3 separate regions of the Gossypium hirsutum genome follow, and all the other regions are linked to region 3. A link is a contact called in public Hi-C data. All regions are on one chromosome and are shown on one strand. Each heading gives the region's core, a stretch centred on a gene start, on an enhancer-like site or on the middle of the called end of the contact. The rest is flanking DNA. Distances are from core to core; before and after follow the strand shown. Region 1 holds the start of LOC107939996 (high mobility group B protein 3). Region 2 holds the start of LOC107939997 (bromodomain-containing protein 7). Region 3 holds the start of LOC107962868 (probable serine/threonine-protein kinase PIX13).

Evidence for each region. Hi-C and Micro-C count contacts between places; a contact is called where the count stands out from the background.
Region 1: a contact with region 3 is called in a Hi-C map of leaf, with 2.2 times the contacts expected there. The contact joins the promoter of LOC107939996 here to the promoter of LOC107962868 in region 3. A contact is called at or near these places in 3 of 34 Hi-C or Micro-C datasets (callus, leaf and seedling).
Region 2: a Hi-C map of leaf shows a contact between it and region 3, with 1.7 times the contacts expected there. The contact joins the promoter of LOC107939997 here to the promoter of LOC107962868 in region 3. A contact is called at or near these places in 4 of 34 Hi-C or Micro-C datasets (hypocotyl and leaf).

What each region holds. Positions count from the first base shown.
Region 1 is chrA02:33,677,121-33,679,939 of Gossypium_hirsutum_v2.1, forward strand. LOC107939996 (high mobility group B protein 3) reads right to left here and starts at 1,325. Exons shown (of 8, transcript XM_016873406.2): 1 at 1,022-1,325; 2 at 886-935; 3 at 658-765; 4 at 370-427; 5 at 226-270; 6 at 56-136. The coding sequence starts at 926.
Region 2 is chrA02:33,591,263-33,594,390 of Gossypium_hirsutum_v2.1, forward strand. It overlaps LOC107939997 (bromodomain-containing protein 7), which reads right to left and starts at 1,769. Exons shown (of 10, transcript XM_016873409.2): 1 at 1,015-1,769; 2 at 290-326; 3 at 136-214; 4 at 12-57. The coding sequence starts at 1,434.
Region 3 is chrA02:33,041,275-33,044,098 of Gossypium_hirsutum_v2.1, forward strand. It overlaps LOC107962868 (probable serine/threonine-protein kinase PIX13), which reads right to left and starts at 1,364. Exons shown (of 6, transcript XM_016899422.2): 1 at 1,002-1,364; 2 at 548-915. The coding sequence starts at 1,056.

The sequences.
Region 1 (2,819 bases), core at 75-2,574, 640 kb after region 3:
ATTAACTTTTAAATCGTCAAATAATATGTATAAACAAAAGATAACAGCAAATCACCTGTCTCTTATTGTAGGCTTTCATGTTCTTTTCATACTCGACCTTTCGTTTCTCTGCCTTATCAACATAAGGTCGCTTTTCCTAAAATCATTTATTTTACATTAATCATGATGCACATTTGCATGTATGTTGAAGATTATTTTCAGTACTGAACATAGAAAAATACTTACAGCTTCAGAAAGGCTCTTCCATTTATCTCCACCAGCTTTGCCAACCTGAATTTGAATCCAAAAGAGAAATTAAGAAAATAAATAAATAAATAAAAAGGAAAGAAACCTGTAAGAAAATCCAAAAAAGAAAATGGTCATACTTACAGCAGCAACGGACTTGTTTTTAGGGTGCTCCTTCTTGTATTGCTCGCGGAACTCCTCCCTTTTATCACGAAATCAACATTAACAAATTAGATGAAATATGAATGTAAATAGTAATCTCATCCTCGAAGATCAACTTTGCTTTGACAATAAGAAGAATCGTTCAATTCACCTCTTCGATTGTGGTTTTTACGAAGAATATAAACGCCAGAGTTTTCCACGAAGCAAACGGAACAAACCAAAAAATTTAAAGAAAACCGACAAATACAGGAGAGATTCATGAATGATTACATGAAAACGAAGAAGGCGCTAGCAGGCCTCTTTGGCTTGTTTGGATCCTTAGCTGCCTTCCCCGATTTCTTTCCAGCTTTCGTGATTGATTTCTTATTCACGGAGAGCCTACAAACGAACCAAAAAATTTAAAAAAAATATAAGTCAAATAATAGGAAACGTTAATACACATCACGATCTGAGGTCCTAGAACACGCGATCTGAAGAGCCGAAAGGAGAAAAGCTTACTTGGCGCTCTTGGCATCCGACTTGGATTTACCTCCTTTCATGTTTGAATCCTGCAAATGAAATCGCAGATGAGTGAAAAAGCAGATGAAATCGATAGAAAGAAGTGGAAATTCGATAAAAATCGATGGGGAAATACCTGATAGAGGGCTAGGGTTAGAGTTACGGATGAGAGAGGGAGAGAGGAATTGGGGAATAAAAGTGCGATAGAAATAGAGATGTATTGAGAATAGAGGAGGGTTGAGTTGAGAGGCCGAATCTCGAAAGCGGAGATATTAAGTTTTGGGCAAATTGAAATTCAATTGCACGCGAAATGAGAATTGAGGGGGTTTAGGCGGGATTGGGAATTTTCATGCCACGTCATCGATCTGTGTGCTTTTATGTTATTGGCTGTGTCACTCCTAATCTTTTTGGCTTTCCAGATTCTCACCTCTTTCTTTTGTTGTGCTTCCTCTGTGCTTCTTCTCTCTCTCACCTGATTCGTGATTTAATGGGCCCTTCCCCTGATTCTAGCCCAATCCATTTATTTCAGGGCCTCATACATGGACCTTAAAATGGCTCCCCAAGTCCATTTTCAGCTCAACTTTACGCCACACCGCCACTCAAATTACTCTATTCATCCAAGATTAAAAACAAAACTTATACTCATCTACATAATCTTTTAATAGAATCGTAAGGCTACGTTTACTGTTACTAGGGTTGTAAGCTAGGAATCTTTGAATTCCTTCTTCTTTCAATGCTTGTGATTGACTTGTTGGGCAGTGCAAAGAATGGTTTCGAAAAGCAGCACTATAGTGGTATACCTGTCGCTATTTCATGGTAGTCGCATTGTCATAGCGATGTGAAAATATTTCACACTAATATTAGTTAAATTGTTTCTCTTTTCTTCAAAGTCAAAGGCAGCCTAATCAAAAAAATCATCGTATTTGGTATTGCAGTCAACTAAAGTAAACTCAATAGAAACTAATGCTCAATTGTGACTTGTTGACAAGTCAAATATTTTGCAACATACTCAATAACCTTCCTTTTCATATCGAACCACCAATACAAACCTTTCAAATTATGGCACATCTTGTTATCTCCAGGATGTATGGCATAGAAACTACTGGGAGCCTCTTGAAGTATCTCATGCTTCAACTCCTCATCACTAGTCACATAAATCCTCTTTTAGAACATCAAACGACCATCATTATATCGATATCACAGTCATTAGCTCTATTTTCCTCAAATTACCTTCTCATTGCTAACAACTTCACATCAACCAATTGTTTATCTCTAATTTGCTAACAACTTCTAATTTGCTTAACTTGCAATTCAGCCAAAAGACCACCATCATCCACCAACTATAACCGAGCAAACACAGCTCTCAAGTCTACCAATAACTTCTTACTCAAAGCATCAACACCACCATTTGTCTTGCCCAGATAATAATCAATAATATAATCATAATCCTTTAATAGTTCAATCCATCTTCACTATCTCAAGTTCAACTTATTCTGAGTTAAGAGATATTTAGGACTCTTGTAATTAATGTATATATAAAACTTCTTACAATACAGATGGTGTCGTCATATCATTAATGCAAATACTACCATCACCAACTCTAAATCATGAGTTAGATAGTTTCGCTCATGATTTTTCAATTGCCTTGTAGCATATGTCACTACCTTCCCCTCTTGCATCATTATACATCCTAAACCAGTATATGAAGCATCATCGTAAATAATAGTCTTTCCCTTAATTCTGGTTGATTCAAAACAAGAGCCTTTGTTAAAATAACCTTTAATTACTCGAAACTCTCCTGATGCTTCTCATTCCACTCAAATGGTTACCTCTTTACAACAATTTCTTCAACGGAATGGAAATCATGGAAAAACCCTTAACAAAGTGACAATAAAATCCAGCTAAAACCCAAGAAACTATTAACCTCGATAACA
Region 2 (3,128 bases), core at 519-3,018, 550 kb after region 3:
AGAGAATGAACCTCTTTGAGATCAACTGGCTCAGAGAAAACCCCGTAAGTGTCCTTCCTGCAAGTAGTAGATAAATCTCATAAAAAAATAGGATAAAAGAAAAAGGATAATTGAAGAACCGAAAATAACAGATACTTTTGAAGCCTGTCAAGAATGAACAGCAACAACTTTTTGTCTGGCAAAGGTGTCGTGGGGCCAAACTCCACCGGTGACCCTGTCCACATAAAAATAACATAAATTTAAGAATTCCCATAAATGCCTTTTCATGAAAGTCGGGATTGATTTTTACCATGAAGTGTGTGCGTAGTTTTGGATACTTTTTCTCCCTGCAAACAAGACAAACATATTTAACACCCCAAATAGAAACTACAGATGGAGATTGTTTGCCTTGTTCATTGAAGAATTGGTGATGAAAAGTAGCATTAAAAAGCTACAACAAAGCAAAGCTAAGTACAAGAGAGCAGAAATTAAAGGGGGAAAAAAGTAGAACTATTCTTTTGTTTTTGATAAGCGAATTATTCTTAATATTAAAGAAAAGACAAATTGAAGCTTTTGGGTCTTCAGACATGATGGTCTGTGCATATCTTATTCTGCACATAAATAAAGGCCAGATAAATACAAGATAATAAAGAATAAAATTTGTAAAATTAGGAAATAAAGAAGATTTTCAACACAAATTCAGGTTTTCCGAAAATAAAGAAAAAAAAAGAGTAAGATAAATATCAAATAACCAAAAAAGAAAAAAGAAAAGCACATTTCACGACTTAGTCAAACCTGTCCAATGTCCATAATCTCCGATCCAATCACAAGAATTCAATTCACGCGCGAAATCCAAAAGTTCAATTTCAAAAAGGAAATAAATAAAAATATCCAAACAAAGTATAGGAAAATCTCTCTTTTTCTTTTCTTTTTTTCGTTCTTGTTTTGTCTGTTTTTGTTTCAAAAGACATCACTTCCAAAAACCCACAAAAAGCTATTTTGATTTTTTATATATATTCATGGATAACTAATCACCATTTGATCAGATCCTGGACTGAGGGTGGTAACTTTTCGTCGCTTGAGGGATGCCTTGGGATCGCCACCATCCGCGTTCGAATCGGAACCGCAGGAGGCCGAATTGTGAGCCGAAGGAATCGGATAATGGTGATGATTACGAGAAGAATTGAGGCCGAGCAATAGCTTATGCTTCTTCTGTTGGCGCTCGTCATCGTCATCATCATCATCATCACCATCTCCTCCAGCAATCCAATCGGGAATTGGGGAGCCTCCGTGGAGATTGGGGTTCCGGCGAGCGGATCGACGGCTGGAATTGGTAGAAGAAATAGTGTTTAGGACATTTGGGGGGTTTTGTTGAAGCGCTTGCTGCTGTTGATGTTGTTTGAGAGAGCGTTTCTGGATTTCTAAGAGGGAGGGTCTTCCCTTCTTCCTCTTCATTGTCTCTGCTGCTATCTCTCCTCCAATCTCATTACTGTATTCTTTTTTTTTTCTTGCCCTTTATTATTTTTGTTATTTTTTAATGGAAATATTGATTTTTTTTTTCTTTGATGGAGTAGGGGAGTGGAATCGCTGGGATAGGATGCCGGCGTGGAGGGAAAGTCACGTGAAATGGATGGGATGTGCCCCACTCTCACGTGACACGAATTTGAGTCTTTATTATTAGACTGTATTGCATGCATGTACATTAAATTTGTAATCTTTTTTTATAATATTAATCTTTCACTAAATCACCTAAAAAGGCCTATTTCTAAGTAAATTTATGAAAATAGCCGATTACAACATTATTACCGAAAATGACTATTTTTGGCAAAACACACCTACGTGGCCGCGTTTAAGGGAGAAAGTGCCAGCAAAGCGCATCCCCAAGGGAGCGTTTTTTGCCACGTCAGCAAAACACTCCCTTGGGGGCGCGCTTTGCTGGCAAATTTTCAACCCCAACGATTAAATTTTTTTGACCGTTGGGAGTTCTAACGGTAAAACAAAAATTATAAAAACCCCCTCCTCTCTTATTATTTTCTCACAAAATTTCTTAATAATTTAGCAAAAATTATCTACAATTTCTCCCTAAAGCTCTCAAATTTCTTATTAAATTTCTCAAAGCTCTTTGTAACTAGTTATTTACTTTTATTTTTTCCTAAATTAGTATTTTTTTTATAATTTCAAAAATATTTGATCGTGTTAGCAATAGTCAGAGAATTAATTCGTCTCGATTATAAACATATCTCCGTCGAACAAATGAAAATGGTAACAGTTTATTTTAATTTGTGAATATTATTTAATATTTTTTCATTTATGTAATTTTAATTAATTTTTATTTTATAATTTTTTATAACAGCCTGTAGATCGGGTGTTACAATATTATATTCATAACATGTCTGGTCAGCCATCACCGTTGATAGAAAATTACTTGAGGGAAGTGGGTTTTTAGCACGCGGCCATTATAGGCCAAAGGTGCAAGTTGGACCCGAAACTCATCAACGCATTAATAGAGAGGTGGATGCCAGAGACGCATACATTCCATCTTCCATGCGGAGAGTGTACTATCACTTTGGAGGACGTCCAAATACAATTAGGATTGCCGGTGGATGGGGCCGCACTCACCAGGTCCATTCAATCTGCTGACTGGGGAGTCATATGCTACGATCTTTTGGGTGCGATTCCAGATAATTTTTACGGAGGTCGGATTGAGATGAGCTGGTTACGAGACACATTCCCAGATCTGGAGAATGATTCGACTAAATTAGAAAGAATACGATATGCTCGGGCATACATCCTTGAGATGATTGGAGGTTATCTGATTCCAGACTTGTCACGAAACCTTGTATATTTGAGGTGTCTACGATTTTAGAGTAGCTGGCGAACTTAGTTAGGGGTCTGTTGTGTTGGCAACATTGTACCGAGAGATGTACGGGGCGACGCCACCAAATAAAGCAAAAATTGGAGGTTGTCTATCACTACTACAGTCATGGGCTCAATTTCGCTTTCCATTCTTACGTCCTCGAGTGAACCACCCATATACATTCCCACTCATAACAAGGTAAAATTTTTATTTGATTTTACAATTATTCCATAGATTTAAAATAAAATTGTATGCTGAAAATTTATTTAATTAGGTGGAACCACCCGGCGAG
Region 3 (2,824 bases), core at 114-2,613:
TTTCTACAAATTTAAACTTAAAACTAAATAGTAAAAAAAGTTTCAAAATAAAGGAAAAAGTTTTTTCTTTTTGCTAAAAATAAGTTATAAGTTATAAGAGTGGACTAAATATTATTAGTTGAATTGATTATGCCATGTAAAAAAAAAATACTCCAACTAAACCTAACATTGATAAATAAGTAGATAATGAGAACCTGGGAATACATACATTAATAAAATTCCAACTATCTCATGGGAAAAGAGGCCAAGTTATAAAAACCATGGAAAAGTATACATAAAATAACACGGCGCCGTATATTTCGGAAAACAAAATAATTCTGCTGGCCGGTGTTTACATTATCAATTACGCCTCTTCATTCAATCATATAATGACTATTCTGATTATACACGAACTTAAGAATAAAATAAATTTATTTTAAAAAAAGTACTAAAAGTAAAGAAAAAATGAACTTAATAAGAGTCCTAAAATGAAATTAATATGGTTGATAAAAGTTTGTAAGAATGAATGGGAAATAAGAACTAAAAGAAAAAAAAAAGAGCAAAATACCTGCCATTCTTGCAAGCCTTGAGAGCTATCGGGATTAGATTTCTTGACGGCAACAGCGATGCCAACTCCGACTTTAGAAGGAGCATAGGTTTTATCATCAACCCAACCTTTGAACACTCTACCGAAACCTCCCTCACCCAGCACCGTATCAGGTCTGAAATTTCTGGTGGCTGCCTTAAGTTCTGCCAAAGTGAATATTTTCAAGGTGGTGCTCACAATCTTTCCACTGGCTGGCACTCCTCCTCCTTCGCCCTCCTTGCTTCTTCCACTGCTTGTCTCGTTCCCTTCACCGCCACCGCTTTCTTTGTTTCCTGTAGGTGGCACCACTCCATGTTGTTTGCTGCTGTCCTTTAGCTTCTTCGTATCTTCTGCATGTGTGTTCAATCATATGAATTGGTTTGGTTGGGGTGGTTGCTGCTGTCGGAAATTCCAATGCAAGTTTGTTTGTACGTACCTGGGGTGGGTGGGTGGCTATGATGATCAACTTGAGTACCAAAGCAGTTCCCCATATGATCTGATAACTCTTGTTGTTTTCTTTTTGCAATTTCGATATCTTTTCTTTGGGATTGAATAGATATAGCAAGACAAAAGGATTATTGACTTTAAAAGAAAAAAGAAAAGCTTTCTTGAGGTTCGAGGAAGAAGAGAAGAAAGAGAGGCGAAGCAACCAAGTAGATGGGATGTGGAGGAGAAGGGGGTAATGGAGACTTGGTGTTTGTCTGGACTTTTTCCTTGGTTTTATATACTAATCAATCCTCCTGCCCGCTCTTGTTTCTGTCACTTATTTCTCATTTCAACCTCCCATTTTACACTCTTTTCTTCAATTTGCTTACCCTTAATAATATGTTTTTAAACCCCCCGCCCCCCAATTAAATAAAGAATTTATCAACAAGACATCATCGAGTGATAAAAAATAAAAAATAGAGGTGTGTATTTAATCGAGTAGAATTAAATTAAGTAAAAATTTTTCGAGTTAATCGAGTTAATAAATACTATTTTAGCAATCGAACTCAATTTTAATTTTTTTAATAAAATCAAATCAAGTCAAAAAATTCGAGTCAAATCGAGTCGAGTTAGTAAATCTTATTATTTATACTTAATGTTACATTTAGATGGATCAATTATTTAACTCGTAGACGAAGTACAAGATTATTTAATTATATTAATAATATAATGATTTTGACTTTTAACTTAATGGGTAAATATTTATCAAAACGAAACGACATAGTTTTGCCTTTTAACTTAATTATTTTGAATTTTAACTTTTAAAAAGTAAACATTTACCAAAACGACGTAGTTTTGTCTTTTCTTATTCGGATTTTCAAATAACTCGAATTGTGTAATTTATATTCGAGTTAAACCGAAAAACTTAATTTTTTATTCGAGTTTATCCGAATAACTTGATTAACTCTAATAACTCGAATTATTTAATTCAAAATTTAAAATTTTTATCGAATTTTTTGAATTAAAATTTTGCTCACCCCTAATAAAAAATTTATCTTTTAATTAATATAAATTTTATATTTTCTTTTTATCCTTACAAATTTACAAATCAAAATTCCAACTCAAAAACCAAAACAAAATTTCTAAGCCATAATAATTTATTTTAACATTTTATTTAATTTTTAAATTAATATTATTTATCAAATTATTTCAATATAGATAGAAAAGTTAACATCTTAATTAGCATACACATAGATGTCATCTCAATAATTAATTAAAATTTTTAAAAAATCTAAAAATATTATAAAAATTATTAAATAATTTAAAAAGTATGAAAATTCTAAAAAAATATTTTTAATATTTTTAATTTTAAAAAGAATAAATTAATTACTATTGTGAAATACATGTAGACTGTCACCCTATATGAATGTCATATTAAGAAAGTTAACCAAGATTAATTTTTTTTATTTACTTTAAAATAATTTGTTAAACAACACAATTTTAAAGAAAGAAATTAAATAAAAAATTAAAATAATTTTTTTTTATAAAATTGAAGGGGAAATAAATAATGTTTAACTTTTAACCAAATGTGAAAACAAAAAATCATGACAGCTAGCAATAGAAAATTAATTAATGAAAAAAGAACTGGAGGAGGAAGTCAACGGCAATTTCCTCCCGATGCCTTGAGCTTCTTGATGGGCCCTGTGCTATGCTTCTAAGTGGGCCCTATCGTTGGCTCATTCAACTGAGATGAATTTCATTTTCATTTCATTACATTGACATGACCTGGCACAGATGATCCGTTCATTTTATTGCTCAACTATTTGCATCAAA